Linked DNA regions of Gossypium arboreum: regions 1 and 2 are each linked to region 3. A link is a contact called in public Hi-C data. All regions are on one chromosome and are shown on one strand. Each heading gives the region's core, a stretch centred on a gene start, on an enhancer-like site or on the middle of the called end of the contact. The rest is flanking DNA. Distances are from core to core; before and after follow the strand shown.

Region 1 (4,725 bases), core at 1,128-3,627, 440 kb before region 3:
TTGGTAGCAAAATAGAACAACGGATGCTTTAAGACCATATACTTATATATATGTCCAAAATGGAACACTGAAATAGAATAATGACCCAAATATGGATCCTACGCGTGAGGGTTTCATCTAAAGGGAACCATTGTTTGCCCGTATTGACGAGGAATTGAACTCTTCTTTTTTTTTATTTTAATTTCTCGGACAGCTAGACCCTCATACATTTGAACAGTCAAACACCCAGCATTTGTATTGATCCGTTTATCACATATATCAAACAAAATAGCAACCATGAGGTGTAGTGTAATGATTGGGAGTTTGATTTCCACTCATAAAAATTATGACCAATCATTTAACTCTTTGAAAAGCATCTAAAAGAATTAATCACACTATCAACAAAGGATAATCTAATTACTAAAAAAAAAAAAAATACACCTCCCCTCATAAAGAAAGTAGTATTGCAAATGCTGAAGCATGCTTCCCCACCCATACCTTCTGTCTTTTATCTCATCTTCGTACTCATCTACTGCTTCTTGATCAGTTCAATCATCCAAAAAGGGGAATCCACTCATATTTTTCATATATAGAGAGAGAGTTTATTTTCTAGTGTCTTTTGATCAAGTATATAGCATATATCACATATACATGTAAATATATGTACCAAGAACATATTTATATTGATATGAGAATAAAAATTTAGTATTAATTAATTTATACAAATTAATTATCTTATTTTATTTTTAAATATATTTATGAAGAAAAAATATTAAGATAAAAAAGTAAATGAAATTTAAATAATCAATACTGATACTAATAGTTACAAACTAATGTAAATCAATAATGATATTGAGCTAACTGAAGTAAATTCGAAGATGAAGAGAATAGTGGTTCACACAATAAAGAGGCGAGTTACTGGTGGAAGTTTGGGTAAAGTGTTGGCTTTTTTTTTTTTTTGAAGATCTTCTCATTAAGCTGATAATGTCTCCTCATTATGTCGTTAAGGTGACTTGGTGTGATGTAAGTATAAAATGTATTAGTGATGGATGATATTTATCTCCTCAGACAAAATTTATCCAATGAAGTGACTTGGTCTGGCGTAGCCATGCTTAGAAACGAGACATTGGTCTGAACAAAGCAGTCTCTGAATAATGTATGCACAATAAAAATTAATTTATACAATTATTTTTTCTCTTAAAATTTCAACATATTAATTCTTTTTCCTTGATGTAAAGTTCTAAATGCATATTTTGTTTTGGTTGGAACTAAAGTATATACTAAGTCCATTTTACTTTTATGGTTAATAAAGAAAATTTATGAGAGAATTCTAATTATCCGTCCGAGTTGAAGCATGAAGTTTTTTAGGATCAAAACTTAATTATATATTTTTATTAGAATTGAAATGTAATTTTATTACTATACTCATATATTTATAATTTTTAAAATGATTAAATTAATATTTTATTTTATTTTTAGTAGTAAATTATATTTTATCCTTTTATAAAATTTTCAAAGTTGAAATGTATAATTTTTCATTTTAAAGGATCAACTCGTTGAGGTAAAAGTACTATTAAACCTCATTGTCATATCTTAGGTTACATTTTAGTTTCTTTACTAAAAAATAGATAAATTAGTCATTGTACACTAAATAAATGAGCAAAACGATCCTTCTATTAAAATTTGGTGTTTATATCTAAGGTATAATAAAATTTTAACCCTTAATCTTTACAATTTATTCAATTTGACCCTGCTCTTTTATTGGAAGTAAATTATAAATTGTTGAAACTAATAAGACTAAAGGGTAAAAAGGTATTAGCAATATTTTTAAAAAAATCAATTAAACTCTTTTAAAAATTTTAAAAATCATTAAAATTTACAAGCAAAATTTATATAAAATGTTATAAAATTTTAAAATTTTATTAAAAACAATGCCAACATATTAAAAAATATATTATAACCATTAGATTTTAATGCATTGGTATTGTTATTTTTAATTAAAATATATATAATTTTTAATAATTTTATGATTTTTAATAATTTTAAATTTTAAAGGGCTTAATTGATTTTTTTTCAATTTTGTTATTAAAGCCTTTTGACCATTTAATCTTATTAGTTTCAATTTTTCTAATTTACTTATGATAAAAGAGAAAAGGTCAAATTGAATAAATGTATAAAATTAATGATTAAATTTATTATTATACCTTATATATAAATATCAAATTTTAAAAAAAGTAGTATTTTTCACTCATTTAACATGCACAAGACTAATTTATTCAATAAAAGAACTAAAATGTAATCTAGAGAGGATTTTGTGGTACTTCCCGTAAAATCGTATAATCAGAGGAATGGGCGCATCAGCGACTGGTGATATTTGTGACAGTATGAGTGAGGCGTGACTATAAGATACAGTCAACCCCATCAACAGTCTAACACATTACACACCGTTAACTGTTCCCTCCTCTCTTTATAGTACACCCACTGCCGTTAACTTTTGCATCTCCTCCTACTTCACAAACTTTATTTTGCCTCCCTCTAACCCATAAAGATAAAAGTCAAGTAGTATAAGACAATCTATTCCATATAATTATTCACTTCCTCTTCTTCTACCTTTGTGTAAGCGTGGACATGCGAAAAACTGCAGCCAAAGGTCGAAGCTTGAAGTGAAGAAATGGAAGTTGTGGCCAGATTTATGCTTGTCCTTTCCCTGGTGGTAGCGGCCCAATCTACATGCAACAGTACAGACTACGCACTGGTTTCTAAAGCTTTTAGATCAGTCTCTGGGTTCAACATCTCTTGGTTGAAATCCCACGACCCCAACTGCTCTTATCCTCCAATAAAGGTACTCGACTTTTCTTCAAAGAATTTAACTGGTACCATTTCATGGAAATTTCTCCGCAAGGTTTCACAGTTGCGCACCATTGATCTCTCCAACAATTCTCTTCAAGGTTCTGTTCCAGATTGGTTTTGGTCTATGCCCACACTCGTTGAGGCTAGTCTGGCGAGAAATAAGTTTGGAGGGAGTATTGGGTTCGAACCCACCTCGGGAAATGGTTCGTCTTCATCGATGCAGGTGTTGAACCTTTCGGATAACAGGTTCACCAACTTGGTTAAACTCTCTGGCTTTCCCAACCTTCAATTTCTTGACCTTTCCCACAATCATCTTGGTGTTCTTCCTTCTGGGTTCACCAAACTTATCAAGCTCCAGCACCTGGATATTTCTAGTTGCAAGATTTCGGGCAGTGTAAAGCCCATTTCAGCTCTTCGTTCCTTGAATTACTTGGATGTATCAAACAACTCCCTGAATGGTACTTTCCCTTCTGATTTCCCTTTAGTCAATAGCCTAAAGTTCCTAAACATTTCGCTCAACCACTTCATCGGTTCAGTTGGGTTTGACAAGTTCCAAAGATTTGGCAAATCTGCTTTTATTCGTGGTGGGGATTTCGTTTTCAATACTTCAAAAAGAGCACCAAACCATCGCATTAAAACCCATTCCTTGACCCCAGCTCACAAAGTCTTTCAAAAACATGTACCCCTCAAAAGACATAAACCCAAATCAAAGACCAAAGCTTTGGTCATTGGTTTGTCATCTTCATCAGGGTTTCTACTGGCTTCCCTTGTGTTTTGCTTCTTCTTCACATATAGAAGAAAGAAACTTGCGAAGAGAAACAAATGGGCAATCTCCAACCCTGTCCAACCAAATTTCAAGATCGAAAAATCAGGACCCTTCTCTTTCGAGACTGAATCGGGCTCATCCTGGGTAGCAGACATCAAAGAACCGACATCAGCACCAGTAATCATGTCCGCTAAGCCATTGATGAACTTCACCTTCAAGGACCTGATTGCCGCCACGTCACATTTTGGCAAGGAATCTTTACTTGCAGAAGGCCGATGTGGGCCCCTTTACAGAGCCGTCCTTCCAGGGGACCTCCACGTGGCGATCAAAGTCTTAGAACACGCCAGAGACATTGATCATGATGAAGCCGTGGCCATGTTTGAACATCTTTCTAGGCTTAAACACCCTAACTTGCTACCTCTCTCCGGTTACTGCATTGCAGGTAACTTGTACCCAAACTGTTATTATTATATCTCTAATCTCTGGTTTTTTTAACTAAACGAAATGTTATCGTATTAAATAGTCTCACGGGTTTGTTTGAAAATATGGAAACTTCAATCGGGATGTCGTGATTTTGTCCTGTCGAAAAACATGCATCATTACATACTTTGACATTCGTGAACTTTGGCGCTTCTTTTCAATTCTATCTATGCATTACATTTTCTTCAGCTTCCACGTTAGTTATTTAAATATTTATAATGTTTTTAGGTAAGGAGAAGCTGGTGTTGTATGAATTTCTGGCAAACGGGGATTTACACCGTTGGTTACATGAGCTCCCAACGGGGGCGCCCAACGTGGAGGATTGGAGCACCGACACTTGGGATATGCACAACGGAATCGGGTCCCATACATCTTCGCCGGATAAAACGAATTGGCTGACCCGCCACCGCATCGCGGTTGGAGTTGCTCGTGGGGTGGCATACCTGCATCACGTAGGTTCGAGGCATGGCCACCTGGTGGCTTCCAATATTCTTCTCTCTGACAACCTGGAACCTCGGATATCCGATTTCGGGATAAGAAACATTGGGTGTAGAAAAGAAAAGGATAAGAAGGATGAAAGCGACGCTGAAATTGATGTTTATTGTTTCGGTGTTGTTTTGTTGGAGCTTTTAACGGGGAAGCAAGGGACG
Region 2 (5,057 bases), core at 2,151-4,650, 500 kb after region 3:
ATTGAAGGATTGATAAAAAGGAGGGAGAACAAGCGAACTTAGCTTCACAGTTGGAGCCTAGGCTAAGAAATGAGTGTCAAAAACTCAAGAAAGAGGAGAGAAGCATAGGCGAAGTCTAATCTTATTAGCAAATGAGTTGGATTAGGGGAAATCTTTGGTTATGGGGAGAAGCATGTTCTCAGGTTGGGAAAGGCGGAGTGGTGGGTAAGGTGTTTGGAGGGGGGTTAGAAAAGAACAGAGATGGATATAGAATTTATACACTAGTGACATCCCAAACGAGAAGAGAGGAGAGAACGTCTCTCAATTGCTCGCAAGCCTAGAAGAGTTGAATCATAATACATATATAAATTTTTATTTAAATTCTCTAATAAATCACATTTTAACAATCAAGATTTTTGCTAGAAGTTGTTTTAGTGATTAAGTTTTAACGGATTTTAAGTAAACTAATTAAATAGCCAAATTTAAAGATTATTTTATTATTTTGACCTGGTATATAGTTTTTGTTTGGGCTTAAGTTTTGAATTTGGGATGACTTCAAAGTGGTCATCTCATCCATTATTTTCATTTGTTTATAAATTTAGGAGTTTACTTGAAAAAATTTAAAAAAAGTTGATTTAATTATTAAGTATAATAATAAATTGCTTTTACTATTTTATTGTTAGATCATTAAATTAATAAATTTGTTGTGTTCTTTAATCTTTTCTATTAAAGAAAAGGAAAAGCAGTTGTAAGCTCTATATCAAAATGATTGTCATATAGGTGATTTATTAGATTAATATTTGTGTAGAATTATTTATAATTTCTTTTCATCAGTTAAGTAAAATAAGAGGAATTTGAACATGTTCCAACTTGAGTTTTTACATAAATAATAATGTTAATGTGAATTAATAATTAATAGTTATTTATTAAATTAAATAATTAATTTTAATTCAAAAAATTAAATAAGTGATTTGTAATTAATTGTGGACATATATTTAGTTAAAAAATGTTCTAAAAATATGCAAGTTATAAATTAAAATTTCATCAACATTTTAACATCATTATGTTTACCTGTCAATTAAATAAGCTATTCATGACAAAATTTATAATTGTTGATGAATATATTTGATTATATATTAATTTAGTAAAAAATTATTTAATTTTGTTGACGAAATATATTCTTTTCCGAGGGAGATTTTATCCCCATCTACTGAAAGCTGCATACGATTTATGGTGGAAAGTGCCTCCGTCACGCCCTCAACAATTTAAAATAAGCAAAATAAATCGCATGCAATTTAATTTATAAATTAAAAATAACAAAAAATTAAGCCTAACACAAACATAAACATGCACATAATTTAACTGGACAAACTTGAATGCAATTTTAAAAATCTTAACATAAACCTAACAATAAATAAACAAATAAACCCAAACAAGAACTATATTTATTCAAACTGAATTTATTTATAACCTAAATATGGACCGGCTAAATCTAAAATCAAATAACGTGCTACCAAATTCTAACTTCCAAGTAAAGCAATAGCCGCTTCTGTTCGTTGAAGAGTTAAACATCACATGAAGTGCAGTATTATGATTATTATTACTATTGTTATTATTATTATTATTTATGTACAAGAAGCTTACCTCAACATTTAATTTATTTTTAATGCAACATGACGAATATCAACTACTAATAAGAAATTATAAAAAATATATAAAATTTACCTTCATTTTCGGACAAAGATATGGGACAAATATTGGAGATATCTTTTAATCGGAAGTTCCTGTCTTATACATAAGATACAAGTCAACTATCTACTTTGGTTGGCGATAACATCAACAAGCTTAGACTCGTTCCTCCTTTGGGCTACGATTATGGGTGGATTCGAATATTTCGTAGCTACATTAAACTCTAATTGAGCATGATCGAATCTACAAAATAAAATAAAAAGTAAAAATCTCTTAACTTTTACTTGATTATATAGTTATTGTAATTTTTCATTAAATTTAAATAATAATAGTTAAATTTATTAAATTAAATTGTATTATTTTTAAAATTTTATATTGACAAACATAAATTTACATGTATAATGGTAAAATAATTTGTGATTTTAATAAAATGTTAAAAAAACACTCATTTTAATTAATAAATTTAAAGATTATTGTTTTAATAAATATTAAAATTTTAAATTTTAAAAATAAAAACTACATGAAGAATAGAAAAACTCAAAAGTGTCGATAATAAATTGATGGAATTAGAATAGAAAAAATTAAAGTTACAGCTTATATATAATATAGAGAATAATCTAATATTTTCACCTTGAAAAATAACATAATTTGTAAAAAAAAAAATCTTCTAACAAACTAAAGACCTGGTATATCATCGGTCGTTACCGGAAACATATATTTTATTTATTTGTTTGTTTTCTTTTTACAGTTTAACTCACGCAAAGAAAATTGACGGCAAAAATCATTTAATTCTCACGGAAAAAAAAAAAAAAAAACCCAAAACTTGGAAATTGGAAGCTATGAATTCAGTTCTTCTTCTCATCTGACTGTAGAGGCAACAGTATGAGCCCACCATCTAAGGCTGTCTTTCATGTCAATCTCATTACCCAAATCAGGAACTCTCCAATTCATCAATGGGTTTGTTTTTCTTCTTTCTGAAACTTTCCAGGCTTCTGAAAGGTAAGGCCTTGAAACTTCATCATCATCATCATCATCATCATCGTCATCTGCTTCTTGGGTATCTTCTTCTTGACTTTCTTTCCTTCTTAATCTTTGCAACCCTGGAATTATCTCAACCAACCTTGAATCCTTATTATCTTCCTCTGAGAAAACAAAGCCAAGATCCATAAACCCTTTTAACTCTTCAAACTCCAACTCTGACAAGCTCTTACTCCTCCTACCTTTCTTTCTTCTCGTAAATCTCATATTACTACAAGTTTCTTTCAATTCTTCTTCTGCGATTTCTTTGCCTGAGATGGTTTTATGGAGATTTGGTGAGTGGAGAACTGAGTCTGGTGAGAAAGAATCATAAGAACTTACGAAGCTTGTTCTATTTAAGCTCAATTGATCACTCATGGATCTTGAATGGAGAGTACTTTGGGTGCGTTTAAGCTCTGGTTTTGACGAGTTCCCTTCAGTTTTGCGATCTGGTTTTGGCTCAAAACTCGTAGATGTTGATTGAGATGTCTGTTTCTTTAAGATTTCCATCTCAAACCAACATGAATCGAAGAGATTCATTATCTCTTCGATTTCCATTAAAGTCACCTCAAAAGTAAACGAATGAAGATACTCTCCGGAAATTGTGAGGTTATGGTTTAATTCAGACCTTAAGCCTAATATAGACCCTGTATGTGACCATAATACACTTAAACATGTATATAAATAAGAAACAATTCAACCAACGAAATGGGTATTATGGTAACAAGACATTGAATTTATAAATAATTAAGTATGCTATTAATTTTGTTTTATTTATGTTCTGTCCGACTACGAGAGTGGATTGCTTTTTCCTCGAAGACAAAGTGATTCGGAACCTGCGGACTTAACGTGGCTTTAAGAAGAAGCAAAGTCACAAAAGCGAAGAATTATTGCGTGAGGTGAAACATATTATCGTACATCTTTTAGGGAATTTTATTTTTCTTGCCCGGATAGGAATTTTTATTATTTATTTAGAAGTTAAATATGTTTTAATAATTTATCTTGATTTTATATTTTTACTTTTAATAAGAATAATTATACGCAAAGTGACGAGTATGTGTTGATTTTAAGAAAAATTAAAATATAAGTTAAAATTTTGATTATTTAAAGAAATAGACGGATTGTAAATGTGACAAAAGGTATCTTGGAAAAATATTTTTGAAAAATACTTTTTACGAAAGATACTTTTTTGACATGTCAACTCTCGTAATGAGATGGTCACGTATTATTATTTTTATCTCAAAGTTTGAATCCTATCTTAATTCTTTTGACATGTCAACCCTCTTAATGAGATGGTCACGTATTACTATTTTCATCTCAAGTTTGATTCCTATCTTAAGCACTATTTTTAATTTCATGTTGATTCAAGTTTTTTCTATTTATTTTTCATATTTAGTTAATATTTTTAATTAATAAACATATTATTTTCAAGTTATTTTATTTTTAATTAATAATTTTTATTTATATATATAATAAATGTGTAATTATAAATATATTTCATTATATTAAAAATATTTTTATTTATATAAACAGAATAATAAATATGTTATATAATGAAACCATATTAAAATATATATATCATCATAAAATTAAATATATTTTCTTTTGAAGAGAGTATCAACAATTTTTTATTTTTATATAATTTTTATATGTCGAATATTTTTTATCTGTACTATGAGTATAGTAAATTTTAATATTATAAAATCAAATAATTATTTGAATGTCATTATTATTTTATATGTATAATATTTTAAATAATTATTCTAAATACCATTATTTTTATATGTGAAATATTTCAATTAACTATTTCAAATATCACTATTATTATATGTGAAATATTTTAAATAATTATTTCAAATACACACACAAAATATATAATACTAAAATTTACCACACTCATGATATAAATCGAAAAATAAATATTTAACATATAAAAATTTATTTACTAAAAATAATTATATTTGAAATAATTATTTGATTTTATAAATTTATAATTTACCATACCTACAATGTAAGTGAAAAACAATTATATTTAAAATATTTTACGTATAAAAATAATAATGATATTTGAAATAATTATTTGATTTTATAATATTAGAAACTGGATACGAGTTTCTTTAGGCCCATGAATGTGATGGGCTTAAACTACTTTAAGACAAACAACAAGGTCAAAGGTCAAACAAATTAAACCAAGATTCGATCAAAGCCAATATGTGAGGATGAATCTTTTCAAGGAAAAGAGGAATGATGCATGCATGGAATGGGTGAAATGCATTAAAGTCATTTTAACCAAGTTGTCGATTTTCAAGCTGAAAAGATTATTCAACTTGTGATAAATTTTTGGATAGGATCCAAGAATTTCTAGATTAAGA
Region 3 (4,967 bases), core at 593-3,092:
ATTTACCGTATCGGTTTTTTTGTTTTACCGGAGAGATATATGATTGACTTGAAATTCCAAAGTACTTTCCTTGTTGGTTTATTACATTTATCAGTTTTTATGCAATTGGAGAATGCCTTTCTCTGTTCAAGTATTTTGAATTGGAGCTGCGGAAATAAGAGTAAGGCTTAGCATTTGCTATTACAGAAAAAAAAGGGGGGGGGGGCGGTTCTGTCTCCTTATGACATCAACAATTGAAGAAGTTCAGTCTTCCTCAATCTGGAGTAACCCTTGATTCCTCTGGCTTTTGCTAGTTCTTTCAACTCTGAAAGTTTTAGTTTCTCCATGTTTGCCAACTCTGAGCCCCTCCCATCGATGGATACCACTTCATTGCTCCTCTCAGGGGTCTTTGTTCTTGGTGCTGTTGGGTGTGGTATTGGCGATCTCTTTATAAAATTAGATGGTGGCCTTGATAAATTGAACTCCTCGGTTTCTACAGTAGCTTTCTTCTCCACACTACTTATCTTAGAGATGCTACTTCTCCATCTCAATGCCTTGGTACCCTTTTTTGATCTAGTGTCTGCCAAAATTGTAAAATATATAAGTTTTTGCGGTGACCATTTTGACACATCAAGGAATTAAAGCTTCAATTTCTTTGTCCGTTTTGAGGTCTGGTAAGGATGGTCTGGTTGTCTATGCCAATCCTAAGATGCCTATCTGACTCTTGTTTCGCTTTCTTGCAGGCATTCCAATCACTAGAACAGTGACTATCCTTACCAGACCTCAACATAGTGCATGTGTGTTGGTAACAATTATGTTTGAAAAAACTGGAATGCTTTAAAACTGTATGGAATTGGATGCCAAAGCACGTTACCTTTGACATTCATTCTTGATTCGCGAATAACATCCATAACTGATTCAGCTGTGGACTTATCCTCGGATGAGCTGAAACTTTCAGACTTAGCCCTTCCAGGCTTACCCTTGGAGATTGAAGATTGTATCCTTCTAAACAGAGCAATCATCTCTTCCTTACTGGACGATTTAGGTGCTTTAATGGCACGAGATGATTTCTCATTTTCATCAATCTCCTTACTTCCTGGGGCATTATTAGAACTTTTCTTTGGACCGCTTCCTTTTGTGTTGCCATCAGATGTTATGCTTGAAAGAGTTGGGTTAAGTGAGCTAAAGGGCATAGACTTATCTGCAATCTCTGCCAAATTTAATAAGCTGCATCAACAAATGATCCCTCAGTTTCTAGTTTATGAAATTTCAGACGGACCAGGAACGACAGATTCATGTGTTTATAATCGTAATTCCATGTGGAAACTGAACCACGACATATATGTCATGTCACCGAATTTAACAAAGAGAGGAAGTATTGAAACAATATGCAAATCTACATTGCAAAGTTGAAGAGACAGGCCAACACAGTTAAGTATTTGCATGCTGAAATGCCATAATGTTAGAAATCTCAAGTCGATCAAATTCATGCAGAGATGATTCAAACAGAAAACAAGTACTTTGGAGACAAAACACCCAGATCTCTACCAAATGATAAGCTTCAAATACAGGGAGTTATTAGCAGATCCCTTAATACACAAGGTACAACAAAAATATTGCAACGAATAGATGGGATTTATGAGAAATATGAAACGATAAAAGGCCATGGCGAAAACTTATTACCTGTGAGAGATAAAACAGGCTTTCTCAGCTTAAGTTGCTTGTTGAAAGGGAAAGAAGGAGCGAAACGAGATAGGGACTGAAAGGAAAGAATAGCAGCAGCCATGTTTTGCTTGCAAAAATTTCAGATTCCAAATGCAATTGGATCCACGAGCTATATCCTATACGCTGTAAGTTCTAATAATTTTATTAATTCCTGAATTTGCTGGTCCACAATTTTATTTATTTATTTTTCTGTGAGCGTGCACATCACGTGCCAAACGAATCATCTAACTGTTAGCTTTTATGCTTGAAACCTTCCCGTTTTTCCATGGCTAATACTCCCCCAAACTTGTCTTTCTCGCTTCTAAATCAAAACCCAAAACCTTAGTTAAAACTTTTCAAATCTTCTTCAAAAACCCAGTCTTTTTTTCAGTTTTTGAGGTCATGTTGGAAAAATCCACCGATTACCAAGTTAAAGATTATTTCTAACGATGCTGTTGCCTTTAAATCCTATGCTCAATGATATGCAAATTGTGGGACTTAAAGGAAGCGTGGAGGGGTTTTCTTCAACTGTGGAGAGTTGTAGGTCTTGCATGTTTAATCTTTTGATATGATTTCTTAGACAGATAAAGTCTCATGGACATTGATAGTTGTTGGGCATGGCATGCCTGTGTTTGCAAATGAAGGTTTTGCTACTACCTAAAACGATATAAGGGATGCGGCATGGAGTCTAATGAAGGATCCTTCATTTCATTTCTATACTGCATGCTAGGAGCCATTCTGGATTACTTGAGGAAGATTGGGGATTCTTCTACATAGTGAGAAATGATTGCAACATTCATGTGTGGTAAACTTTCAAACGCATATGAATTAATTGAAAATAATATCTATAAGAATTCAGACCAGATGCCACAATTTGGGCAGCTCTTCTATGTAGTTGCAGGATTTACGTACCATGGTGTTAAACTAGCTGAGAGAGTTGCAAACCCGAAACTACTGGATACTATTACTATGCACTTTTAGCTAATATCTATGCTGCGGTAAAAATGTTGAAGTGGAGAAAATGAGAGAGAAGATCAGCAGGAAGGGTTTAAGAAACGGACCCAAGCTGCACCCTAGTCGGATGATAATCAAAGTTGTAGTACTAAAAGTAAATCAGGTTTTATAGAAGGATGCCAATGGAACGATGCTGGGCTGAATGTTACTAAATTATTACTGTTTTACAGTTGGATTTATGATACTGAAAAATCATTATTATCAAAATCTTGCTATAAAATCACAACCAAGCTAGAATAAAGAGTATACAACTCAAACAAGGCTATTAACAAATAATTTCAGGCAAACTTTAAGAGAAAAGTTGAGAATATCACAAAAAATGGGTTAACTTTGATAAACGAAAACCTGAAGTTATAATACCTGTATGGAAAATCCTAGTGAACACATTTGAGATCCTTAGTCTATAAACTACAACCCAAAAATCATTATAAACAAACATTTGATAGAACCTCAATCAATAGTTGATCAAAACTGTAGTTGTTGAATAAAGTTGTATTTTTTCGTTTCTCTTTTTCTTTTTAATTTGTTGGCACACACTTTTTACACGCAAAAAATGTTGTTTCCCTCTTTAAAAAGAATAGGTCACAGGGTTATGGTCTTCCCACACATAGTGGAACACATGGGGCCCTATACCCAACAAATCTCTCTTTCTCACTATGTGGAGGTGTTCGCCATACCAAGCAACAAGCTTCAAACTTCCCTTTGGTAAATCCTTGGTCAACATATCCGCACTATTATCATCAATGTAAATTTTCTTAAGCTCTATCAACTTAGCATCAAGAATTTCTTGTGTCCAATGATACTTCACATTGATATGTTTAGACCGAGCATGAAAAGTCAAATTCTTACTAAGATGAATAGCACATTGGCTATCACAAAACAAGACATAGCTCTTTTTAGCAAAGCTTATTTCTTGCACAAACGTCTCCATCCAAAGCAACTCCTTGCATGTTTCTGTAGCTACAATAAATCAGACTCAGTAGTGGATAAAGCAACACATTTTTGGAATCTAGATTGCCAAGTCACAACTTCCCCAACAAAAGTGATCAATTAACTTGAAGTAGATCATCTCAAGTCAATATCTCTAACCATCTCTGAATTTGTATATCCAACTAGGATAGGCTTCTCCTTGTCGAAATAAAGTTTCAAGTTGAAAGTGCCTCAAAGATATCTCTTAATCCATTTTACTGCATTCTAATGCTCTTTGCCTAGATTAGAAATAAATCGACAAATAGTACCAATCACATAGGCTAAGTTCAGTCTCGTACACTCCATTGTATACATCAAACTACCCATTGAAAAAAAAGTAAGGAACTTTTCACATGTCCTCTTTCTCTCTCTATTGATGGACTTTACTTGACACTCAACTCAAACTACATAGTAAAGGGAGTGCTCACCATCTTAGCTCTATCCATATTAAATCTTTGAAGTACTTTTTCAATGTACCTCTCCTATGATAACCATTACTCTTGGCCACTCTATCACATGTTAGTCTAATGCTAATAACTTGCTTAGTTGGCCCTAGATCCTTCATCGCAAAGGACTTACTCAACTCTTGCTTCAAAATGGCAATTTTAGAAGTATTATGACCAACAATAAGCATATTATCAACATAAACCAATAGGGTAATGAAATAATCACCAGAGAATCATTAAACGTAAACACAATAATTAGAAGTAGTTTTCTTGTAGCCATGTTTTTCTTGTAGCCATGTTCCCCATAATAAACTTAAAGCTTCTTGTACCATTAACTTGGAACTTGATTCATTCCATACAAACTCTTCCTCAATCTGTACATGCAATCCTGTTTCCCTTGTGAAAAAAAAATCCTTTAGTTGTTCCAAGTAAAGCTCTTCCTTCAAATCACCATGAAAGAAAGCATTTTGCACACCCATCTGTTCAACCTCTAAGTCATAATAAGCTGACAAACTTAATATAGTTTTGATAGAGAACATCTTCACAACCAAAGAAAATATTTCCTCAGAGTCAATCCTATTTTTCTAACTGTAACCCTTGATGACCAATCTAGCTTTGTATTGTGGAGTGGAATTCTCTTTTTGCTTCAACTTGTAAAGCTTCTAATTTTTCAAAGCTTTCTTACCTTTTGGCAATTTTACTAACTCAAAGGCATGATTGTCATGCAAGGATTGAGGTTTATGTTTCTTAGTCCCAATCCATCTACCTTTGCATTAAATTTTCATAGCCACCTCATAGCATTCAGGTTCCCTCATGTCAGTTAAAAAAAACATACTTATTAGTAAAATACCTCAA

What was found. Hi-C and Micro-C count contacts between places; a contact is called where the count stands out from the background.
Region 1: a Hi-C map of leaf shows a contact between it and region 3, with 2.5 times the contacts expected there. The contact joins the promoter of LOC108484678 here to the promoter of LOC108473922 in region 3. A contact is called at or near these places in 2 of 5 Hi-C or Micro-C datasets (both in leaf).
Region 2: a Hi-C map of leaf shows a contact between it and region 3, with 3 times the contacts expected there. The contact joins the promoter of LOC108485651 here to the promoter of LOC108473922 in region 3. A contact is called at or near these places in 2 of 5 Hi-C or Micro-C datasets (both in leaf).

What each region holds. Positions count from the first base shown.
Region 1 is chr6:29,822,403-29,827,127 of ASM2569848v2, forward strand. It overlaps LOC108484678 (calmodulin-binding receptor kinase CaMRLK), which reads left to right and starts at 2,378. Exons shown (of 2, transcript XM_017788558.2): 1 at 2,378-4,037; 2 at 4,304-4,725. The coding sequence starts at 2,651.
Region 2 is chr6:30,765,214-30,770,270 of ASM2569848v2, forward strand. LOC108485651 (high mobility group B protein 1-like) reads right to left here and starts at 3,401. Exons shown (of 1, transcript XM_017789504.2): 1 at 2,370-3,401. The coding sequence starts at 3,243. The coding sequence ends at 2,527.
Region 3 is chr6:30,266,978-30,271,944 of ASM2569848v2, forward strand. LOC108473922 (SAP-like protein BP-73) reads right to left here and starts at 1,843. Exons shown (of 3, transcript XM_017775746.2): 1 at 1,663-1,843; 2 at 854-1,189; 3 at 1-559. The coding sequence starts at 1,765. The coding sequence ends at 219. It overlaps LOC108473924 (a long non-coding RNA gene), which reads left to right and starts at 2,191. Exons shown (of 2, transcript XR_008284222.1): 1 at 2,191-2,488; 2 at 2,579-2,904. LOC108473923 (60S ribosomal protein L11-like) reads left to right here. Exons shown (of 5, transcript XM_017775747.2): 5 at 1-81.